Regions from separate parts of the Oryctolagus cuniculus genome. Here region 1 is linked to region 2. The links are chromatin contacts, called in public Micro-C maps. All regions are on one chromosome and are shown on one strand. Each heading gives the region's core, a stretch centred on a gene start, on an enhancer-like site or on the middle of the called end of the contact. The rest is flanking DNA. Distances are from core to core; before and after follow the strand shown. Region 1 holds the start of HIC1 (HIC ZBTB transcriptional repressor 1). Region 2 overlaps SMG6 (SMG6 nonsense mediated mRNA decay factor).

The links. Hi-C and Micro-C count contacts between places; a contact is called where the count stands out from the background.
Region 1: a Micro-C map of ear pinna shows a contact between it and region 2, with 3 times the contacts expected there. The contact joins the promoter of HIC1 here to the enhancer-like site in region 2. A contact is called at or near these places in 5 of 6 Hi-C or Micro-C datasets (ear pinna, liver, psoas muscle and 2 more).

What each region holds. Positions count from the first base shown.
Region 1 is chr17:47,534,531-47,540,900 of mOryCun1.1, reverse strand. HIC1 (HIC ZBTB transcriptional repressor 1) reads right to left here and starts at 2,793. Exons shown (of 2, transcript XM_002719041.5): 1 at 2,625-2,793; 2 at 1-1,174. The coding sequence starts at 1,154.
Region 2 is chr17:47,731,524-47,738,044 of mOryCun1.1, reverse strand. It overlaps SMG6 (SMG6 nonsense mediated mRNA decay factor), which reads left to right. Exons shown (of 18, transcript XM_051824498.2): 10 at 2,376-2,521. Among named protein-coding and RNA genes, the nearest start is that of SMG6, 71 kb to the left of the region's middle. Within about 2 kb of position 3,549, at least 4 of the 8 cell types and tissues checked have an H3K27ac peak or open chromatin away from gene starts, as enhancers often do. A contact at or near this core is called in ear pinna, where this site is marked.

The DNA.
Region 1 (6,370 bases), core at 1,544-4,043, 200 kb after region 2:
CTGCTCTTGTAGTCGTCGCCGTCGCCGCCGGGGCCTGGCCCGTCCAGGCTGCCCGGGTAGCGCGGTGGCGGCACCAGGCCGAGTGGGGGCCCCGCGGGCGAGGCAGCCCCATCCCCGCCGCGCTCCTCGCAGCGCTCGCCGGGGGAGCCGCGCTCGCGGACCAGCTCGTCACCGTAGCTACCCAGGCCTGGCTCGTGCTTCATCCAGCGGTAGAGAAGGCTGGACCCGTCGGGGCGGCCGGGGGGCTCGGGTCCCGGGCTGACGCCGCCGCGGAACGGGTCCGGAGGCGGCGCGGCCTCCTCCAGCTTCTGAAAGGCCAGCGGCGGCAGCGGCGGCAGGGCAAGCGGCGGCTCCTTATAGGCGGCAGGACCGGCACTGGGCGGGCTGTCTGGGCGCGGGGGCAGCTCGCGCTCACTCAGCGGCCTCTCGGGGGCCGCGGAGCCGGGCGGGCTTTTCTTGGACAGGTCCAGGCCGCAGAGCGGGGAGCAGCGACGCTCCGGGGCGCAGAGCGCAGCGGCGGGGCCGGGGCCCGAGGCGTACAGCTCGGCGCAGTGCGTGTTGACCCCGGCCTCTGGGCCCGACGACGGCTCGGCGGTGGGCGGCTGCGGCGGTGGCGGCGGCGGCGGCGGCCCGGCCGGGGAGGAGTAGCAGGCCTGGATGACGGGCGTGGCGGCCCTGAGGCCCCGGCCCGGCCGCCCGTAGGGCGCGTAGCCGCCGCCGCCGCTGCCGCCGCCCCGCAGGTGGCAGTACTTGCCGTGGCGCTTGAGGCGCTTCTTGCACAGCGCCACAAGATCGGGGATCTGCAGGTAGCTGGCGGCGGCCAGCACGGCGCCCAGGCTCGGCTCGGCCCCGGGGGCCACGGCCGCCGCCGCCGCCGCCTCCGCGCCGTCAGCCAGGCGGCCGGTGTAGATGAAGTCCAGCACCAGGCGGAACACGGCCGGGCTCACCATGTCATGGTCCAGGTTCAGCAGGTTGTCGTGCACCACCAGGGACTTGAGGTAGGCGCTGCTGGCCGCCAGCACGTTCTTGTGCGCGCGGAAGAGGGCGTTCTGCACCACGATGATCACGTCGCACAAGAAGCCCTTGGTGCGCTGGCTGTTGAGCTGCAGCAGCAGCTGCCTCGAGTGGCCGGGCGCCTCCATCGTGTCCAGCATCGTCTGCCCAGCACACTCTCCTGCGGGGACACACAGCAGCCGGGTAAGAGGCCCGCAGCGAGACCCGGCCGCCGGCACTTCCCCTTCCCCTTCCCCTCAGCTGAGCAGGGGCATGCAGCACCGCGGCCTGGGCACGGGCGGAGGACCAGCGGCCTCCGGGAGTGGGCGCCTAGGCCGCCTGGGCCGATGCAAGAGGAGGAGCGGAGCAGAGCGCCCAGCGGGTGGAGAGGCGGCCGGGCCGGGGCTGTGCGCGCCCCGGAGCCCCCGGCGCTGCTGGGCACACGGACTGGGTGCTTCCCAGGAGAAAAAAACTGTTCAGGCGAGGTGACCCTTTCGGAGACAGTTACCCGATTTGAGTAAAATGTCCGCTTCAGGAAAAGTCATTCAGGGCCCAGAAGTTTGCTCAAGTGGGGAGAAGGGGAGCCGAGCGAGAAGCGCCTCCCGCCTCGGGAGAAGTTGCCCCAGCTTGGGGAAGTGATACGGAGCACGGGAGCGCGGGGCCCCGCCGTGGCGCCGCCCCGGCCGGGGGCTGTCAGGCCCTCGCTCGGGGCCCGGGCAGCGGCCGCGGCGCGGGGAGAGGAGGCAGCGGCCGCCGTGGCGGGCAGAGCGCGAAGGCCGGGCCCCGGCGCGGGGAGGGCGTTATATCGGGGCAGGAGGCTGAGGCAGGAAGCAGGTGGGGGGGAGGGGGGAGCCACGCAGCTCCCAGGGGAGGGAGGGGGCAGCGCCCCGGGCGGGCACGGCGCGCAGCCGGCTGTGGCCCTGACCCTGGCCTGCGCCCCACCCGCGTTCCGGCCCCAGGCCCGGCCTCGGCCCGACGTTTGCGGACCCGGCGCCTCCCTCCGCAGCTCCCCGGTCCCCTGCTCCCCCGGAACTCTGCCGCCCCAAACTTGGGGGGAAACTTTCCCAACTTCAGACAGGGCGGGACGAGCGCGCCGGCCCCGGTCCCTCCGCTCCCAGGTTTTTTGCTCTCGGCCCCCAATTTCGGCGGCGGTCTGGCGGCCGTGGGGCCCGAGCCCTGAGCTTCCTCGCCCGCCCCACCCTGCTCCCTGCCTGGCCCGCAGGGCCTCGCAGCTGGTTACCTGCGGCCGGAGCCCGGCGAGCGGCCCTCCCCGCGGCGGTGGCAGCTCCTAGCCCGCGCCCCACCAGACCCCGCTGCCAGGCGCCGAGCTGTGCCAGGGCAGCGCCCCTGCAGCCCCGCCCGCCAGCTCCCCTTCCCTTCCCTTCCCCTCGCCTTTCCAGCCCATGTGCGGGCAGAGCCGGCCCCGGGCCGTTGACCCCAGCGTGAACCCGGCGCGCAGCAGCGGCCCGGCGGTCCCCAGTCCTCCAGGGGCGACAGCCAGACCCCCGAGCGCCAGCCGCTAGTCGCGTTGGGGCGCCCACGCCAGAGGATGCGCCCAAGGCGGCCAGCCGCGCGACGACCGGGCTGTCCCGGGTCCCCTGTCCTTCCCGGTCCCCAGCTCCAGGACCCACCTGGGGGGCATGTCGGAAGCCCCGGGCCCGGCTGTCGGCGGATCCAGGGGGGGACGTGGCTGCGCTGCGCTGCCCTCCGCCCGCCGGGCCCCCGGTCGGTCTGTCCTGCTGCTCCGTCCTCCCCGCGTCCTGGTCGCGTCTCAGCCCCGCCGCGCTTTCCGCACACTCTTATCTGGAGCGGCCCGGGCCGGCGGGCGGTGCTGCGGCTGCGGCGCCACCTCGCGGCTGCGCAGGGCTCTACAGGCAGGCTCGCGGCTACCCTTCTGCACACCTGGGCGGGCGCCTCTCCCGATGCCCAGCTGGGCGGGGGATCCAGCCGCAGGTTCGCGCTCCCAGATGTGCCCACCTGGGGCCCTGGACCCCAGACCTGCGAGCCCCTCCCAACCATGGCGCCTTGAACTGAGCCCCGATCCAGAAAATTCCTGCCTGCGGAAGAGGGGACTCTTGGCGGCAGTAGGTGGTGGGAGGGAGGTTGTGGAAATCCTAAACCAGACGAAGATAGACAGGTTCTGGGTGCCTCTCCTTAGACATCTCTGTAAGGGACTGTCCACTCGGGCCTACCCAACATACGCAGCATACCAACCCTCACTCAGGTCCTTAGATCAGGTTTGCACATCAGAAGCCACTCGCGCCCACACCCTCTCCACGCTGGTGCGCGCGTTTGCAGACACGCACCATCGCTGCCAGAAGCCCAATTCTTTGGGACAATCTAGGGGCTGCCGCGTAGGGTAGCGCTCTCCGTGAACCTGGGGAGAGGCGTTCCCCAAACAGCCCGCCCTGAACTTGCGTGTCTCCAGTGGGGCATCAGAATAACGAACTGCAAATGGCTGGATGGCGCCTCCTGGGGACCCCAGCCCCCAGATTCCCAAAGGTAGCCGTCTGGAGAGACTTCTCATGAATGAGTGCTTTAATTCCAACCCTCCTCCCCCTGTCCCGACAGAAAAACGACAGAAGGGGCTGAGATTCGGGACCCCTCCCCAAAGGTCCTGCAGCCCACATAGAGGCCAGGCTCATAAGGGTGACGGCTGTCCTGGAAGGGAGAGGCCCCCGCACTGGCGCGCAGGTGCTCCAACGGCCACTCCGGAAGTGTCCCCACGCGGCCCCACCGAAACGCCAGGAGGGTGTCGAGCCCCGCGTCTCCGTGGCCCACGCTCCGCCTCCTCCGCAGGGCTCCTGACCCCCGCCCACACACGGGGGGGGGCGGCCCCGAGAACGCCCGCAGCTTCTGATTGGCTGTGCATCCCTCCGCGGCCGTGCGCGACAGGCTGGAGTGCCGGGTAACCATGGTAACCGATGAGGTGCGCCCCGACCGCGCAGCTCCGCGGCCTTGGAGAGCTTAGCAACCGCGCGGGGCAGCAGGGGGGCGGGGGCCGCTCTCGCCGCCTCCCGCGCGGCCCCCGCGCCCCCGCGTCCCCGCTAGAGGTGGTGTCTGAATCATTCCGCGAGGGGCGGCCACTCAGGACCCACCAGGGGTCCCTGACAGACAGCAAGGCCTTGGGCGCCCCCCAGAGGCTGCTTTCCTCGAAGGCGGCTTCAAGCCTCGGATGCCCGGCGGCGGCTTGTGGTCCACGCAGGTACGCCGGGTGCCCGCCGCCCAGCCCGTTTCCGCCCGCTGCTCCAGATCCGTCTTAACCAGTTCCTCCCCGGCTCCCCACGGAGTCATCTCAAGAGAAGTGCTGCGGTCCCGGAGGTGAAAACAGCAGGCACCGGGCCTGTGGGCCTCCGGGGGAGGCGGCCCGAGGCGCACCGTCTAAGGGGCGTGCTGTGGGACCAGGTGAAAGAGGATGGACACTGGCAGGCCTCCAGAAGACGTGCTTTAAAAGTGGGCTTTGACGGCAGAATAGGAGTACTCCCATGTAGCAAGAAGACACGGAACAGGGGCTGGTGGCAGGAAAGGGGTAGCTCTGGGAAGCCAGATCCCAAAGGGCAAGCAGGTCTTGTCTGCTTCCCACGTCTCCCTTCGAGGGGTCAGAGCGCAGCCGCGCAAGGATCCCCCAGCCCCACGGGTCCTTTGTGCGGTGTGGCTGTGGGCCGCCGACCCGCCCCACCCAGGGTCTGCTCTGCTTTCACTCCTCAGCTCTCTCACTGCCCCTGGCCCCTTCCCCCAGGAAGGGTCGCACAGCCCTGCTCCCTGCGGTGGCAGCCGCGGGGCCCTCTTGCCTTCCTGTGGACTTCACCCTTGGACTCCCCCTGCCGAGCCTGGCGGCCCCTCCCCACTCCTGGGCAGCTCCTCTTTGAACGCGCCGCTCCCCGTACTGCCCGGGGCCAGCCTCGCTTAACCTTGATGGAGGGACCATCCCTTTCCCTGCTCCTGCCCAGGGAGACCCCGCCCCCCGGCTTAGGCTCTCCCTGTTTCTGGGACTCAATTCCTCTAGGAAGCGGCCCCTCTCCTCCAAGCTGCTGGGCCCTTGGTCTCCTCTCCTTCCCACCCTCCTAGGAGCCCTGCCAGTGCCCATCATGCCACAGATGGCCCCGTGGCAGCTCCTGGGTGCCTCTTCCTCTTCTCCCCTGGTCCTGAACCTTATCCCTCAGTCCGTCGCAGAAGACCCCTTTGCTCGTCTCTACTTCCCTGCGTTCCCTGGGGTCTTCAGCCCCTGCCTGAATCTCTCTCCAGACCCCTGCTATCTCTCCGCGACTATTCTTCCCCTACTCGCCCCCGCCCCCCGCCTGTGCCCTAATCCCCTCTGGGTCCAGCTTCCTCTCCCGCCCTCCACACCCCCTCCCAGAAGGTGACGACACCGCAGTGGCCGTGCGGGTGTGACGTCATAGGGCCGGTCAGTCCAGTACTGAGGCGTGGGGGTGGGGGCTACCAAGTGAAGACCGGCGGGGCAGGGACTGTGTCCCTGGGAGTCCGAAGCTCCGGAAGAAGAGAGTGAGCAAACATGTACCCGGCCCTCCGCGCCCTGCCTGCGCTGAGCACCTCCAGCCCCAAGCCCGCAGTTCCGGAAAGTTAACCCTTTGTGGGCCTCGCCAGGGGGCGCGGGCTCCATCCACCCCGGTCCTGCTTCCGTGCACCTCCTCCCCCTTCCAGCGCCCTGTCGCCTCGGTCCCCACCCCCACCCCCCCGCCTCGCCACTATAAATAGCCCCTTTTCCCGTTTCCTAAATTCCCTGCTGACGTCGGCAGCGCGTCAGTGTGTAGGAGCCGCGGCCGCATGAATGAGCCGCCGCACGAGTACTACGCGCGCCTATAAAAGCCGCCGCGCCGGGCCGGGCTGCGGGAGGCGAGCGGGCGCCGGGCGACGCGGCCCGCCAGGTAAGGGGGACTGAGCGGCCGCCGCGCCACCGAGGGACCAGCGCGCGGACACGGGCGGGAGGGCGAGGAGGAGCCCCGCGGGCGGTGGGCTGGAGGGCCTCTCGGGACGGACACGGGGCAGGTGGGAGAGGGCCGGGGTCCCTCGAAGCCAGGGGAGCCCGGCCGGAGGCGGACACCAGCCCGCGCAGCACCTGCCTGCGCCCAGACGGAGACGCGGCCACTCTGGAGGAGCAGCGAGCGGAGGACGGACCCTAGAGTCCCCGTGGCGCTCCCTGGGGCTCCTGCGCCATCCTCGCAAGAAAGTGGCGAGAAGGTGGCTGGCGCTCCGGGAGACGCAACCCCTCGTTCCCCTCCCCGCAGCGCGGTGACTCAGCCGCGCGGCCCCCGACCGGCTGAGCGGGGGCGCAGGCAAGAGACAGGGGCCCACCGGCCCGCCGACCAGGCTGGCTCTCTCTCGAGACCCCCACCCCGCATGCCGCTGGGGCGCCCCC
Region 2 (6,521 bases), core at 2,300-4,799:
ACATCAGGTTATGTGTTTCTGCAAACCTGTTTACTGAAGTTTACATGCTATGCTATGAGTATGTGCCCATAAAAACACATGATTTTATTTTGTGGGCTTTTTTCCTAAACATAGATTGTATACCATCACTATCTGTTTTAGTATGATTTTTTTTTCGTAAAATAGGGTGGAACAAAGTTGATTTCCTCAAAGAGAAAAACATAAAACTACTTACAGGTAGTCTGGGGCCAAAATCAAGACAGCATGTTGGTGACAAAACTGGTAACCAAAGACTTTGTTGTTGAGTCCTCAGGAGGAAAATTTTTTACTCTGTGTTTCCCTCAGTTATTGCCTAACAAAACTGATTGCCTGAGTAGATCCTCCTTCTTTCATATCTCACATTTGAAGTTGTTCTCAACTTATATTTTATGCATTTTATTTTTTTCTTTTGTTTTGATCATGTTGAACTGGTTGCAAGGCAAAGAGTGTTTTTTTATTTCCCCCAAACTTTTTTAACAAAGAGAATGTGGATGTTTGACCAGCTGCTCATTTGAGACTTCATTCTGACCCAGGGAGTGTTAATGGGTCTGTTTCAATTCCCACCCTGGGGAAGAGGCTTCCTCAGACCATCTGGCCCACGTGACACCTCTGTCCTGTCGTTCTGTGCTGGCTCTCTACCGCCTTTCAACACGGAGACACATGGCTCTGAGACTCGCCCAGTGTGGCTGCGTTTCAAGCAGAGTGAACTCTGCTACTCTCGTAATGAGAAGTGCTAGCCCCCCTCCCCACCTCCGACCAGAAAGAGTGCTGCACAGTGTCAGGATTTAAAATGAAACCTTTGTTATAGCCCATGGGGAAAAATGGATCCAATCCAGCCCCAAACATATCACTCTCTGCCATTCCAAATCTACCAAGAGTTTTAACGGCTCTAAAACTTTTTAGAGGACAAAAAAAGAAAAAGTTTTGTTTTGTTTTGTTTGGGGGGAGGCACTTGAAATGGCCTGTGCTGTGGGGGGACAGATGCATGGCATGTTTTGTACCAATGAAAATGAGGCTAGCTCAGCAGAGGGGAATTGGAATGTAAACTGTAATTGACCCATAGCCGCGGCATGACTTCTGGGCACTAGAGGGTCAAGATAGGAGTTGCCATCCAAGGGTGAAGAATGAAGATTGCCAAAATTCCAGAAAGCTCTGGAGTTTTCTAATCTGGGGAGGGTACTCTTCAGTGGGGAAAGGGCCAAGGTGCTAGTGAAACTAGAAGGACCTTTCTTTAGGACTTGAAAATCTTACATCTTTTGAGAAGGATTCCCTTCTATGTGGCTTTCTAAAAACCGTTTATTAATCTAGCCTAGAGCCATTCCCCATACAACCCCTTAGTGTACCGTGAGTAGTTTATTTGGTTGGGGAGGGGGTGAGGGTGGATAAAAGATACTTTGCTGACCACGAGTTGTTCGTTGGGCATGGCCCTAAGGCCCAGTGTGCCTGGTTTCTCTCTCTAGCACTAAGTTTGAATTTGCTTTTTTATTTCTGAGGACTTCAGCTGTGGTTTGTCCCTATTGCCAAAGGAGCTTCAGGCATGCACCACTGTTTGGGATCCAGTGGCCACATTTGGCAAGCAGTGGCTTGAATGACCTCTCCTTAGGAGCCCTAGGTCACTGGCTGGATTTCTGCCTCCCTATGTTACAGGCTCTTCCTGTATTGGGAGTGGCAGTTGGCCAGGGCATTATATTTCCACTGGCCTGAAAACATACAGACCCTGATGAACAGAGGCTTGTGAGAGGGTAGGACAGCCATGTAGGAAAGAGGGAAACAGACATTGGGGTCCTACGTCTAGGACTCTTCAAGGGGAGATTAGGGATCTTTCAGTAGACCAGTTAGTGTGATCACACCTAAGAAGACAACAGTGGAACTGTGTCAGGTTTCCTGAAGTAAATTCTGAGTAAAGACTCTCTAGATTCATGTAACTCTTTTTATAGAATACAGTTTTCATACCAGAGAGTTTGGGGACTGTAAGAAAATTTGTTCACTATTTAGAAAAGCTGCTTGTTTCAGGGAGAGAATCTTTAATATCAGCTTGAGTCCAGTGATTGCCAGAGGTTAGGAAATAGCATACCAAAGCAGAATAACATAATGATTTATCTAAGAGTTGCATTGTTTCCATCTCTGAGTCCCGAATGCTTTATTCTTTCTCAAATTTGTTCGAAATTACAGGATACCAAGGAAGTTTGTGAAAATAGCAAAGAAATGTCCTGGGCATTAGTTGTCTGCTTTTTAAGAGGAAGGAAAAAAGGGATAGAGAGAAAGAGCGCGCGCGAGAGAGAGAGGTGTGTGTGTGTGTGTCTACACCAAGTGCTCTCAGGGATATGCCTCACCAGTGGGCTTGCTGTTACCTGCAGGATGGAGACATTCCCTGCAGTGGCTGAGAAGGTCCTCCAGGAGTTCCAGGTGTTACTGCAGCACAGCCCCTCTCCTATTGGAAGTATCCGTATGCTGCAGCTTATGACCATCAACATGTTTGCTGTACATAACTCCCAGTTGAAAGGTAAGGAATGTCCAGTTTCTTTCTCTTTACAGATAGAAATTAATCTAGCCTCCTTCCTGTGCTACCATACCGCTACACACACACTGCCCTGTCCACCATTGCTGCTTGGATCTTTAGTTTCTTCTCCAAAATTTCTGACTCTAGTGCTTGAGTGGGATGGGAGGAGGGAATCATGGGTATAGAGCTTAATTTGCAAACCTAGAGATGCTGTTGCACATCTGGCCATGCTAAAGGCAGCAGCAAGGCCTCTTGGAGGCTGCAGACCCAGAGCCTCTCCCAGGGGAGAGGCATTGTTGAAATGTTTCATTGCAGAGACCATACGCTTGGCAGGGATTGGGAATAGCTGTTTCTGGACTCATGTACCCTGTTTGTTCAGTATGGAAAAGTCTAGTTCCCTATGGGATATCCCTTGTGGGAGCCTGCCAGGGAGCAAGAACAGAGAATTGATGAGCTTTGGTGACTCAAATCTGAAAGCACAAAATCTACCCGACCCAGAATTAGAGTAGTATGCTAGTGTGCATTCTGAAACACTTCTCTTAACCCTCTTTGGAGTTGTTTGGCAGGGTGGAAAGTGGTAGATGGGAGTGGGGGTAGGGTGGGGAGCTTGTTCTGATGACCAGGTCATAGTCAAAGGATGTTACCAGAATCTGTTCTGTTCCCTCCACCCCACTTAGATAAGGGTGTTGTGGTTTGCCCTGATGGAAATATGTGTAGCATGGAATTGGCATTATTTTTTGTGTTTGTTTGTAAGGAGGATTTGGTCCACGCTGCCAAGAAATCATTTGAAAGAATTGACAGAGAGTACTCTGTCCCAGGGCTAGCAGGTTATTATCTGAAATGCCAGGAAGTAGGAATTACCCTATGGAGACTGTTGTAAAACAGACCTGTTGTTTCTGGACTGAGTGTTGCAGGTTCTCTTGTCATACTTTTCTCAACCTGTTTTCTCTCTCTCTGAGCTTGACGTAGTTCCCTTCTCACTTGTACCTGGGAGTTATGCCCATCTTACTGGCAGGGAACGTCCCTGATTAGTAAGTATGCCACACCTTCCCTGAAACATGGCTCCTCTGGGACCCAGCAAGGGCCTTTGCTAGTCTCATCTGAATCTGAGAGAATTTCCTACTCTTATGCTGCCTGCTACAGCATTTAGAATTGCCAGCATAAGGCATGATGCAGAGACTCAGATGCCTTTTAGAACTTGGCTAATTATTCCTGAGATGGCTATTTGTTTAAATGGCCTTGAGGAAAAATGGAGTACTAGGGGCCTACACTGGTTTCCAAAAAGGAGAAAATAAAGTTTGTAAAATGCTGTCCCGGGAAACTGTAAAATGCAAAGGGGAGGGAGCTCCTGCTCCCCAATAGGAGGCTCACTAGACTCTGAAGCAGGGACCTCCTGAGATGCCCTCGTCTTGGTTTTCCTGCTTCCCATGGAAAACAAACCTTAGCGATCAGCGAGGCGCCTGTACAGAGCTGCAACCTCTGCCAGGGTATTGTTCCAGCAGTGACTGACCTGGGGCCTCTGCAGGTGTGAATATAAAGGACCTGCAGCTCTTGCCTGCAAAGCATCTGTTTTTAGCAGCTTCTGCTCTGTGAAAAGGAATACCTTGGCATTTTCATAAGCCACCAGTGAGTCCTTTTCTTATAGCTGTTGTTAAGTAAAGGTTAAGAAAATATGGGTGAAAGGAAGGTGAGATGGTGACTACAGAGAAAGAAGGAAATGGATGGTTCCCCGATTTGGGATCAAGGTACTTTTTTCTAGGACTCTTTTTCATGGTTGGTTGTAATGAGGACCCTTTAGCCAGGAAAGACACATAAAAGCCTATAATTGAGACCCTGCTCCTCCTGACTACCTTGCCCTGACTCTCACCTCCATGAGACAGCTGGGGCCAGGAGGAGTATGAACTGAGGTGGTCAGAGGCTCCAAGGGTGTTTCAGGGAAAAACAGCCCAGGCCACAGGATGTAACACTCAACTAGGACAGAGAGCTCTGTGGACGTGCTGCCAAGGACCCGGTGTGCAGCTGAGGCAGCTGTCCAGACCCCACTGTGTGGGCTGCCATTGGGAGAGGGGTGAGCAGAGCGCTCAGCAGGGCTGGTTGGTGGGAAGATGCACTTTTCCATTTCCCAGCACATGAGTCATCTTCTCTGGGCCCCTGTGCTGTGCTTGCACGGACAGTGGCAAGAAGGGGGTGTTGTGGCTGAGTAGCAGCATCTGTGCCGGGGGTGGAGAGGCAAAGGGGGTTGGGGAGAGGGTAAAGATTTAAATCCTTCACTAATCAGCAGCAGTTTGAGTCACATTTTTATGAGTAAGGAAGTGATAAATCAGCCCTGCATGTTCAGCCCCCTTGTCCTGTCAGCCAGTGCCCTTCTAAAGGTTTTTCTCCAGGCTAGTCTCTGTGCTATCAGAGTCACCACCGAGCCGTGGTCCCTGTCTGGCTGAGACCGGGAAGCAAGGGCGTGACGCTGCCTGGCTCTCCCAGGTGCTTGGGTCTGTGGTGATTTGGCAGTCGCTGTGTGTTACAGAACATCTGGGCCATCATTTTTCTTTCCATTTCTCCTTGGACATGTCCTTCTGGGTGGGTGTTTGTGTATGTCAGTTCCTGGACTCTGTGGAGAAGGAGCATTCCAGCCTGAAGCAGGGAAGATCTTGTGGCCCACAAAGCAGTCCAGATCCTCTCAGTCTGTGCTCGAGCCTTCACTGTAGATGTAGTGCCTAGGGCACATGATTTGGAGAGCAACAGGGAAGTCCTTACTTAAACAGTGTGTGCTTTGCCAATGCCGAGTACTATAATGAATCACTCATGTTTTGTGTTCAGTGCTACCCTTGTATAACTGTCCTCCTTTCACAGTATCTGCAGTCCAGGGATGGAAATCATATTGTTACAGACACTTTACTGTGAAGCCCTTTTTTTTTTAAAAAAAAATTTATTTGAAAGAGTTACAGAGAAGGGGAGGAGAGACACGGAGAGATATCTTCAATATGCTGGTTTACTCTTCAAATGGCTGCAATCACTGGGGCTGAGCCAAGCCAAAGCCAGGAGCCAGGAGCTTCCTCTGGATCTCTTGTGGGTGCAGGGACCCAAGGACTTGGGCCATCTTCCACTGCTTTCTAAGGCACATTAACAGGGAGCTGGATTGGAAGCGGAGCAGCCAGGACTTGTACTGGCACCAGTATGGGATGCTGGCACTACAGACATCAGCTTAACCAGCTGCACCACAGCACCAGCCCCATGATGCCCTTTCAATTTCTGCTTTCCTTGTGGACATAGAGCTATTTAAAAGCTTCAGACAGACACTACAGAAGGCAAAATGGAGGAAAAGGCTTATATGGTGGTAAGAGAATGGCAACTTTCTTGGGTTGGAGTTTTCTCTGGAGCCAGCTCTGCTTATGAAGGCAGAGATTATGAGGTCAGACTTGCCCCTTTCACATAGGGGAAAATAAGTTGAGTTATGTCACTTCATTTAGCCAACTAAACTTTCAGGTCTCAGCAATAATCTTAAAACTTATGGGTTGAGGTCCATTGCTGGGAATACCTTTATTTCTTCTTCTTCTTCTTCTTTTTTTTTTTTTTTTTTTTTTGACAGGCAGAGTGGATAGTGAGAGAGAGAGAGAGGAAGGTCTTCCTTTGCCATTGGTTCACCCTCCAATGGCCGCCATGGCTGGCGCACCCCACTGATCCGAAGGCAGGAGCCAGGTGCTTCTCCTGGTCTCCCATGGGGTACAAGGCCCAAGCACTTGAGCCATCCTCCACTGCCTTCTTGGGCCACAGCAGAGAGCTGGCCTGGAAGAGGGGCAACCGGGAAAGAATCCGGCGCCCCAACCGGGACTAGAACCCGGTGTGCCGGCACCGCTAGGTGAAGGATTAGCCTGTTGAGCCACGGCGCCGGCCTCTATTTCTTCTTTTGATATGGGTTCTGTCAAAATTCTACTTCAATGGGACTACATAGAGTCCAGAATCCTAATCCTCATGGTTGAGGACAGATACATTTGAGATCTTTGGGGGC